Linked DNA regions of Sus scrofa: region 2 is linked to region 1. The links are chromatin contacts, called in public Hi-C maps. All regions are on one chromosome and are shown on one strand. Each heading gives the region's core, a stretch centred on a gene start, on an enhancer-like site or on the middle of the called end of the contact. The rest is flanking DNA. Distances are from core to core; before and after follow the strand shown. Region 1 holds the start of TCF3 (transcription factor E2-alpha). Region 2 holds the start of LOC100524239 (cytochrome b-c1 complex subunit 10).

Region 1 (4,127 bases), core at 480-2,979:
GAAAGGTAGGGGCCGAGGGGGCCTCCCACCAGATGCCCAGGTCTGCCAGTGGGGAAGAGGCCACAGGATAAGAACACACATCCCTCACTTCATCCTTCCATTTTCCTTATGGGGAAACTGAGGCCCAGACAGTGGGAAGTACTTGCCCAAAGTCCCAGTGGTGTAGGGAGGGATGCCAGATTTGAACCCAGACCCCAAGAACCTCACTCCCCTCCCCAGACCTGTCCCACGTGGGAGCACTCTGGCCCTGGAGGGGTCAGGGTGAGGGTCAGCCCAGTTTGGGCGTGGCAGGAGGGGGCTTTATTAGGCTCCTCCTGAGCTCCCCAATTGCCCCTGGGGCCTTCTCTACTTCCATTCCCCCCAGGATCCCCACTTTCCTTCCTTCCTTTCAGTCCTGTTCCCTGGATTGAGGGCAGCACTGAACTGAACTGGCTCAAGGCTCCAGAAGGGATGGAAGAGCCTTTGCTCCCAGGTAGGAATGAGCCAGGCAGATTCTAGAAGAGCAAGGAGGAGGCTGCTGTGTCAAGAGCCCATCCCTGGCCTGGAGGGGAGTGTAGCTTTCTCTCTGCGGACACAGGGGGCCATGACAGAGTGTGTTATTTTCATTTATAATAATTATTTCCAGGAGTTCCCGTTGTGGTGCAGCGGAAACAAATCCGAGGTTGCGGGTTCGATCCCTGGCCTTGCTCAGTGGGTTAAGGATCCGGCGTTGCGGTGAGCTGTGGTGTAGGTCACAGACTCAGCTTGGATCCTGCATTACTGTGGCTGTGGCGCAGGCTAGCGGCTACAGCTCTGATTAGACCCCTAGCCTGGGAACCTCCATATGCCATGGGAGCGGCCCTAGAAAAGGCAAAAAGAAAAAAAAATTATTTCCATCCTGTAGGGTCTGTGGTTTTCAAAAGCTGAAGAGCCTCTGGACGTGGGAGGGAACTGGGGATCTAAGTGACTCTCACAGACCAGTGAGAGTCAGAAGGTCTTAAGTCCTTGTCCAAACTCAGGCCAAGATCCCATTTTATCGACGAATAAACTGAGTCTCAGGCAGACAAAGGCAACCAGCAAGTCAGAGGCACAGAGTGGGTTCCACGGGGGGAATTTCTGACCCTGAAACAGAGCTGCATCAGTGACCCCACGGGAAAATAGGTCTGATTTATTCCTTCCAAGTCTGGAATGCCCGCTCGCAAGACCCAGCAGCAGGGGCCAGACCTAGGAACTCAGACACGACCAAGCCCAAAAGGCCGTGCGGCCGGCCATGCACACCTGAGAATAAAACTCCAAGCCCCACCTCCCCCATCGCTTCTCGCGGCCTCTCGCTCGGAGAGTCCCGCCTCCTTCTTTACCCGGACGCGCAGAGGGGAGGGCGGGGCGGGGCGGAGCCTGGTTGCGAACGGCCGGCATCCCCGCCAATCAGGCTTTCGCACCTTCCAATTGGCCTCGTCCGCTCGGCCTTCTCTTTCCATCGCTCGGTCCTTCCCGCTTGCGTCACGGCTATGCGGCCAATCCACGTGCGCCTCCGCTCTGGAAGATAGTCCCTGCCCCCACCTCATGCCGTTGGCCCACGATTCTTCGGATCGCCCGCTCCAGGCGCTGGGCTCCGCGGGCCCGCTGCCGCGTTCGGCGGGAGCGTGGGGCGGACGTGTGGCAGTGGGCGGCGTGCAAACCGCGGCGGAGGGATCCGCGGGCGGACGCGGGGCGGAGCTGATGAGGGGCGGGGCCTGTAGGGGGCGGGGCGCGGGTTGGGGGCGGAACATGTCTCCCGCCGCAGGAAGATGAGGCAGCGGCGGCGGCCGCGGGCGTAGCGGGCCGGACCGAGCCCAGCGACACGGCCGGCGGGCACCGCGGCCTCCGTTCGCGTCGCCTCCGCCAGTGCCCGGACCGCGGACGGTCCGCCGAGCGGATACGCGGGGAGCCGGGCTACGCGCCACCGCCCACGCGCGCCCCTCGGGGCCGCGACGCCCCTTTGTCCGGGGGGGCCGTTCATGTCGCCGCCCCCCGCGCGCTGCGGGCCGGGCCGCGCCGAGCAGGTGAGCGCGCCGGGACCCTCCGCCGCTCGGTGCCTGGCGGGCTGGGCCGCTCTGGGGTGCGGAGACTCCGAGCAGTGGCTGGCCGGGCGGGGGGCGGCGCGGCCGAAGTCATTGTTCTCCAACTTTGCGCGCCGGAGGGGGCAGGCGACGTGGAGGGCGCGCTCGGGCCCGCGCGCCCCCGCCAGTCGGCACTTGAGGAAAGTTTGCGGAGCCGGGCGGGGGCGCGGGGGGCGCCGCTGGGCTGCCCAACTTCGCGGCGGGGTAGCGGCGCGGGGCCCGCGGGCGCCCCCTCCCCCGGGGGCCCGGCCGGCGCCGGAGTTTGGAGGGGAGCGAGAGAGGGAGAAGGAGCGTCCTTTTGTCTGCGGGGAAGGTGCGCCGCGCCACTGCAGGCGGGGGCCGAAATCCTGGCCGGGGGCCGCATCTGCTCCGCGGTACGCGGGCACGGGCGGCGGCTGCTTCGGGGCGAGCAGCGCAGTGGCGGCGGCAGCGCCGCGAGCTTCAAAGGGCTCCCGGGCCGCGCCGCCCGCACCGGCTGCTGGGGGGGGGTAGGGTGGGGGTTGGTTTCCCGGGCCTCCTCCCACCCCTCCCCCCAGAGCGAGAAGTTCCTTGCCCCTCTTTCTCCCAAAGTGGTTTCGTACATCTTTTGAGTTCGCTTCGAGTCTCCAAAAGTCCTTGTGATACCCCAGAAGTGTCTCGGATCTCCTTGAAAAGCCTGTTTCAGTCTCCCCCACCCCAGGTCTGCCTTAAAATCGGTTTCAGCTACCCCACAAAAAAGTGCGGTTTCGTACTCCTCAAAAAAGTCAGTTTCACACGCCCTCCAAAGAAGAAAAAGCTTCGCGGAGGAGGGGGTGCTCTGGGGCATCCGTTTCACACCCGTCTCCAGTTGGCAAACAAAGCGGGGGTTTCTCCTTTTCTGATGTCGGGTCTTCCTCAACCTCGGAACCCCCTCTAACCCCTCGGTTTCTGCTTGCCGCTCCCGCCCCCTTCTGGGTCCCCGGGGAGAGAAGCTGGAGGGACTTCGCTGTCTGACTGTGGGACGGAGACCCTCATCGGGGTGTGGGACGGGGCTTGGCAGGTGGATCCCCCACCCCGTTCTAGAAAGGAGCCCTGGGGACCCTGTTGGGGAAACCCTGGTATTAGGACAACTCCCCCCCCCCCTTCCAGGGCCGGGAGGCAAGGAATGTTTTTAAAGTTGCTTAAAAATAATTCCCGGATACATGGTGACAATAAAACAACCTAGGGTGGCTTTTCTTCTTTCAGAGTTCAGTTGTTTTTTGTGGGAGGAGGAGGCGAAGTGTGGAGGGAAGCTGTGAGGGTAGGTCCTTGTGTTGGGCGGACCCCTCCTTTAGCCCTGGAGCGGGAAGGGGGATTTGCCTGCCGTCCTACTTGTGGATTTAATTCCCCTTGAATTTGGGGGTGCCTGGGTCTTCAACGTGCACTGACAGCTGCCGGGTGGGGGGGAGTCACCAAATTTCCCTTGGGGCGGGGCTGGGGTCGCCCCTCCCCCTTCCCAGGGGCGGGGCCAGTGGGAAGCCTGGGGGTGGTTGGAAATGAGAGAAGTGGCGGGGAAGAGGGGCGGGTTCTGCCCGAGCTGGGAAGGGACCACTCCGCCCCGCATCCAGTTTAAAATTTGCAACTTGATTCCCTGGTGGTCGCTGAGGGAGTTTCGGGAATCTGAACTCTGTGCGCTCCCCCACCCATTGTTCAAATTCCCCGAGGGCTCTGGGGAGGGGTCTCAAGGGGCCCAAATCCCCGAATCCTGGCCGCCTTGCCCCCACCCCCAGGGTCTGGAAGGGACTCGGCGTGGGAAGACCCAGAGCCTCAGAGCAGCTAGAGGGGCTCTTAGCTCCTCCACTCCCATCGGTCCGCCTCAGCCTTCGGCACTCATACCTCTTCTCTTCTCCTGCCCCTGCACCCGCCGTGGGTCACCACACAGGGCTGTCTCTAGGCCTGAGGAGCCCCTCCTGGCCCTTGGCCATCGGGCCCCCGTTGCTGCTGGAGAATGAACCAGCCGCAGAGGATGGCGCCCGTGGGCACGGACAAGGAGCTCAGTGACCTCCTGGACTTCAGCATGGTGAGTGGTCCCACCCTCCCTTCCCCCCCCTT
Region 2 (4,127 bases), core at 588-3,087, 44 kb after region 1:
TATTTATTTATGGCGGCATCCTCAGCATATGGAGTTCTCAGGCCAGGCATTGGCCTACAGCACAGATTCAGAATGCTGGGTCCTTAACCCATTGTGCCAGGCTGGTGATCAAACCCACACCCTTGAAGTGGCCCAAGCCACTGCAGAGACAATGCTGATTCTGCTGTACCACAGGGGGAACTTCCTAAACTGTACACTTTAAAATGGTTAATTGTATGTTATGTGAATTTCATATCAGTTAAACACAAGAAAAGGAGTTTGGTTTCCCAAGGGCCAGATGAGGATCCTACAGGGAACCCCAGAGGCCTGGGCAGAGAGCCAGTGGTGTGCCAGGGTAGCCAACCATTCTGGCTTATCCTCCATCTCTTCTGGTCACATAACCCTGGTATTCTCTTTTGGGGATCCTCTCCCAATTTCAGTCCATGTTCTCATGTGAGAGGGGGTGATTCTGCCCTGTTTCCATAGCAGGCTAATGAGAACCAGCTTTGGGGCATTCTCTGTGATTATTTGGAAAGAGGTGCCATCTTCCTGCAAGGGTTGCTGGAATGTCAACCCAGAGTTTCTGGGTGCCTCTGCTCAGAGGGAGTTCACCAGAGAGTGAGAGCAACACAAAAGAGCTGAGAAATGGAGGGAAAGATTCATGATAGTGCTAGACTCCTGGATCCACCTGTGCCTGAAGCCATCCAACATGCCTTTAAACGTCCATCTTTTCTCTTAAGCCGACTTTTGTTCTTTATCACTTGAAAGGAAAAGTATTCTGCATCATGAGCTGAAGTGCATTAAGCAGAAGGAACAATGAGGCAGAGCTTCAGAAATTGCTGGATCCAGGACCTGCAGCGCCAAGGCCTCTACACCCACCTCTGCTCATCTTTTTGGGCTGGTATATTCTTCTGCCTCAAGATTTCTCTCTCTCTGTAATTTTCAGGGCACCCTCTATGTCCCACATGTTAAGGGTCCATCAAGGACAGAGGTTTATTCGGGTCCTCTCTGCCCCACCCCCCACCCCCGTGGCCAGGGGCAGGTGAGAACCTGCAGCCCCTGAAACTGCAGTCTTGGAGGGTGCCCAGGTGCTGATTCCAAAAGGACTGGAACGCGACGAAATGGGCAGACAAACCCAGAGTCCAGTCCTCATACCCAAGCCTGCATTCGACACTGGTGGTCCCAAAGGCGGTGACTGAAGAAGGCGAGCTTGGGGCGGCGGGAAGCAGGGTGAGGAGGAGCCGCCTGTCCGGGTCCCAGCAGCTAACAGGTGTCCTGAAGTGCTGACAATGCGAGGAGCCAGGCCTCCCTCTGCCGCCGGAGTGAGGAATCACTCCCAAACGAAACGTGCAAACAATTTACAACAGGGTCTCTTAGCAACAAACAACTCAGCGCGAGCAAACCGACGCTCGGAGGCTCGGGGTAGCACTGCTATCTGGCCAAGGTCCCGCTGACAGCAAGTCCAGTGAGAACGCCTAAATCCTCCAAAAGGGAGTTCAAAACGCCTCCTTTCCCCTCTGCGACACTCTTCCTCGTATGGCCTCGGTTTAACTGTTAATAAAGTTCTGGCATGTAGTAAGGACACAAACTCACCGGACAAATGTCGCGGGCCACGCTTAGTTGCTGGAGGCTGCTCAGCAGGAGTCACTCTGACCTGCGGAGCGGAGGGGCAGGGCCGGCGTCCTCGGGTCCCGCGGCAAGAAAGCCCCGCCCCCAGGCCCGCCCACTCCAGTGTGCGATCTTCAGACCCTCCCCGGAAGCGATTGCAAATGTCTTCCAAGTCTGAGCGCCCTGCAGCGGTGGGCTCCGGGTCTCGCGCAGTCAGCCCGCCCAGACGGGGCGGGGCTTCCTTGAGGGCCTGCGCGCAGCGGCGGTCGCGCCTGCGCAGTGCGTCCGAGCCGAGGGGGCCGGGGTCACCCTGAGCTAAGACTGCGCCGCAATGCTGAGCAGGTTCCTGGGTCCGCGCTACCGCGAGCTGGCCAGAAACTGGTAAGGACGCAGCTCGCCCTCGGACTTGGACCCCGTGTCCTGCCGGGTCCCAGATGGGGGAAACAGAGGCACGGAGCGGCGGCGCGGTGTGTTCTGAGCACACGTGCGTGGAGGGCCCCCGACCCCCTCTCCCTGGGGACCGTAATGCTGCCCACCCAGTCCGCGCCCAGCACCCCCGGTTCAGCTCTTGGGGCCTGGAAACTGACCATATACGCTCCTAACTTTGCTTTTGTTTGACGTTATGAAGCCGACAGCTGCACTTGTCAGAGGCGGGTAGTGTTGGGGTGACCCCACGTGGCAGCTAGGATGGGCGTGCCCACGACGTGGGGCGCTAGGAAACCGGCTTATACTCGGCAGTCGTGTCCCCGGCAAGGAGTTAGGGGTGGGGGCTGGCCCTGGATGGTGGATCTGGCAGGCATCTTCGGGTGGGCTTTACAAACGAAAAAGCCGTCCCTGGCGTCGAGTGGGACCTCCGGCAGCACCCGCAGCCCCTCCCGCAGGCGGCCCAGGCCCCCGGAACTGTCCATTCCTATCTGCCTGTGGTCAGAGCCGCGACACCTCTTCCAGAGTTTCTTTCCGTCGGCAGCCGGCAGCATTCTTGAGTGTATTCGCTTCTAGTCAGAGACACAGCTATAAACGGAACCTTCGTGTCTGACGTTCTAGTCCATGAACAAGAAAAAATAAACCGATGTGACCCACGGCCTGAGGCTGATGTAAAATGTTAAAGGGGGTGTAGTGCAACCCTGTCCCCCCCCTGCTGGCTTCCAGAGGCCAAGAAGCGGGATCCAGCCCCAGGAACCGTGGGGGTTGTGTCCCAGACTTTGTGCTCAGCAACTGAGGACCTCTGGACCCCACGTCTTCATGCGAGGAGGGGAAGGACAGGTCGTGAGGGTGTAAGGAAGTCCCACGAGGGGCTGTCAGCATCATCACCACCTCTCCATCTTTTGGTTCCTCTTAGAAGTCAGGTTCGTGGCCACTCCCTCCCTGTGCGTGGCAGGAATGAGAAGGGGTGGTGGCCTCCCTGAGGGAAGGCTTCTCTGACATTAAATCTCAGAGCTGTTGGGCTGTGGGAGGAGATTCCCCTTCTGTTCAGGACACCTGCCCCGTAGTCTGTTCCAAAGGCAGCGGTAACTTGTGACCTCTCCCAGGCTCAAAGCTGAGTATTATGGGCCTCAACCCCAAGAGCAGGGGTTGCTGCAGGTGGCTCGGGACTGTTGATCCCTCCACTCTCCACCCCAACACCCCCAAGCACATGGCTTAGGATGATCCAGTGAGGTGGTCACCCATGTACAAATTCTGGTCCTGCACAGGCCAGCGATGGAACCTGTAAGACTTCTCTATTGCTGTGTAACAAACAGCCCACCAAATCCGGCAGCTTTACAAACACTGATTATCAGTTTCTGTGGGTCAGGTATTCAGACACACCTGAGCCAGGTCCTCTGCTCAGGGTCTCATCTGAAGCCTTGCCTGGGGATCGCTTTCTAAGCTCACACATGTGTTGTGACCACATGGGCCCCTCTACAGGGCAGCTCACAAAGGGCCAGGAGCTCCCCCTAAAGGGAGTAAGAGGAGGCAGCAGACCTGGTTGGAGCCACAGTCTGTAACACAGGTATGGCCCACCCTCTGAGTTTTACTCGTTAGAGATGAGGGACAGGGTCTTACTCACACCCAAGGGGAAGGGCTGTACAAGGAAGGGTGTGAACAGTAGGAGGTGGGACTGTTGGCCCCATCCTGGATCCTGCCGGACATAAACGTGGTGTGGTAGTCCTGGAGCCCCTTGCCTCAGCTCTGTGCCTAGTAGGCTGTGTGTCTTAACAGAGTGATGTGCCCTCTCTGTGTCTGGTCTCCTCATCTGTAAGACAGTGCCCCTGACACTCACATATCCCTCAGTCCTATTCTGTCAGGGATGGAGCTGCTGTAAACTGCATTAACATCCCTGTGTGTACTTTAGCTATCCTTACCGTTACAAGCTCTGGCTCCTGCCTTTTTTAGAATGCCTCAAATAAAACCTTAAGCAGATCCCAATATGAAAGTAGATGGGAATGGAGTTGCCTTAAGGTCATCTGCCTCATGCCTGCCCACACGCTGGATGGGCTGCCCTCATGCCATCCTCAGCAAGATGTGTCCACATGCTGGGCAGTACTTGGTGGGCCCCTGAT

The links. Hi-C and Micro-C count contacts between places; a contact is called where the count stands out from the background.
Region 2: a contact with region 1 is called in a Hi-C map of skeletal muscle, with 5 times the contacts expected there. The contact joins the promoter of LOC100524239 here to the promoter of TCF3 in region 1. A contact is called at or near these places in 3 of 5 promoter capture datasets (fetal liver, fetal skeletal muscle and liver), 12 of 47 Hi-C or Micro-C datasets (brain, embryonic fibroblasts, fetal heart ventricle and 7 more) and 2 of 2 datasets of contacts at active chromatin or transcription factors (alveolar macrophages and skeletal muscle).

Annotation. Positions count from the first base shown.
Region 1 is chr2:76,857,350-76,861,476 of Sscrofa11.1, forward strand. TCF3 (transcription factor E2-alpha) reads left to right here and starts at 1,730. Exons shown (of 21, transcript XM_021084225.1): 1 at 1,730-2,021; 2 at 3,958-4,095. The coding sequence starts at 4,024.
Region 2 is chr2:76,901,382-76,905,508 of Sscrofa11.1, forward strand. It overlaps LOC100524239 (cytochrome b-c1 complex subunit 10), which reads left to right and starts at 1,838. Exons shown (of 3, transcript XM_003122996.3): 1 at 1,838-1,968. The coding sequence starts at 1,919. TCF3 (transcription factor E2-alpha) reads left to right here. Exons shown (of 21, transcript XM_021084225.1): 19 at 1-1,968.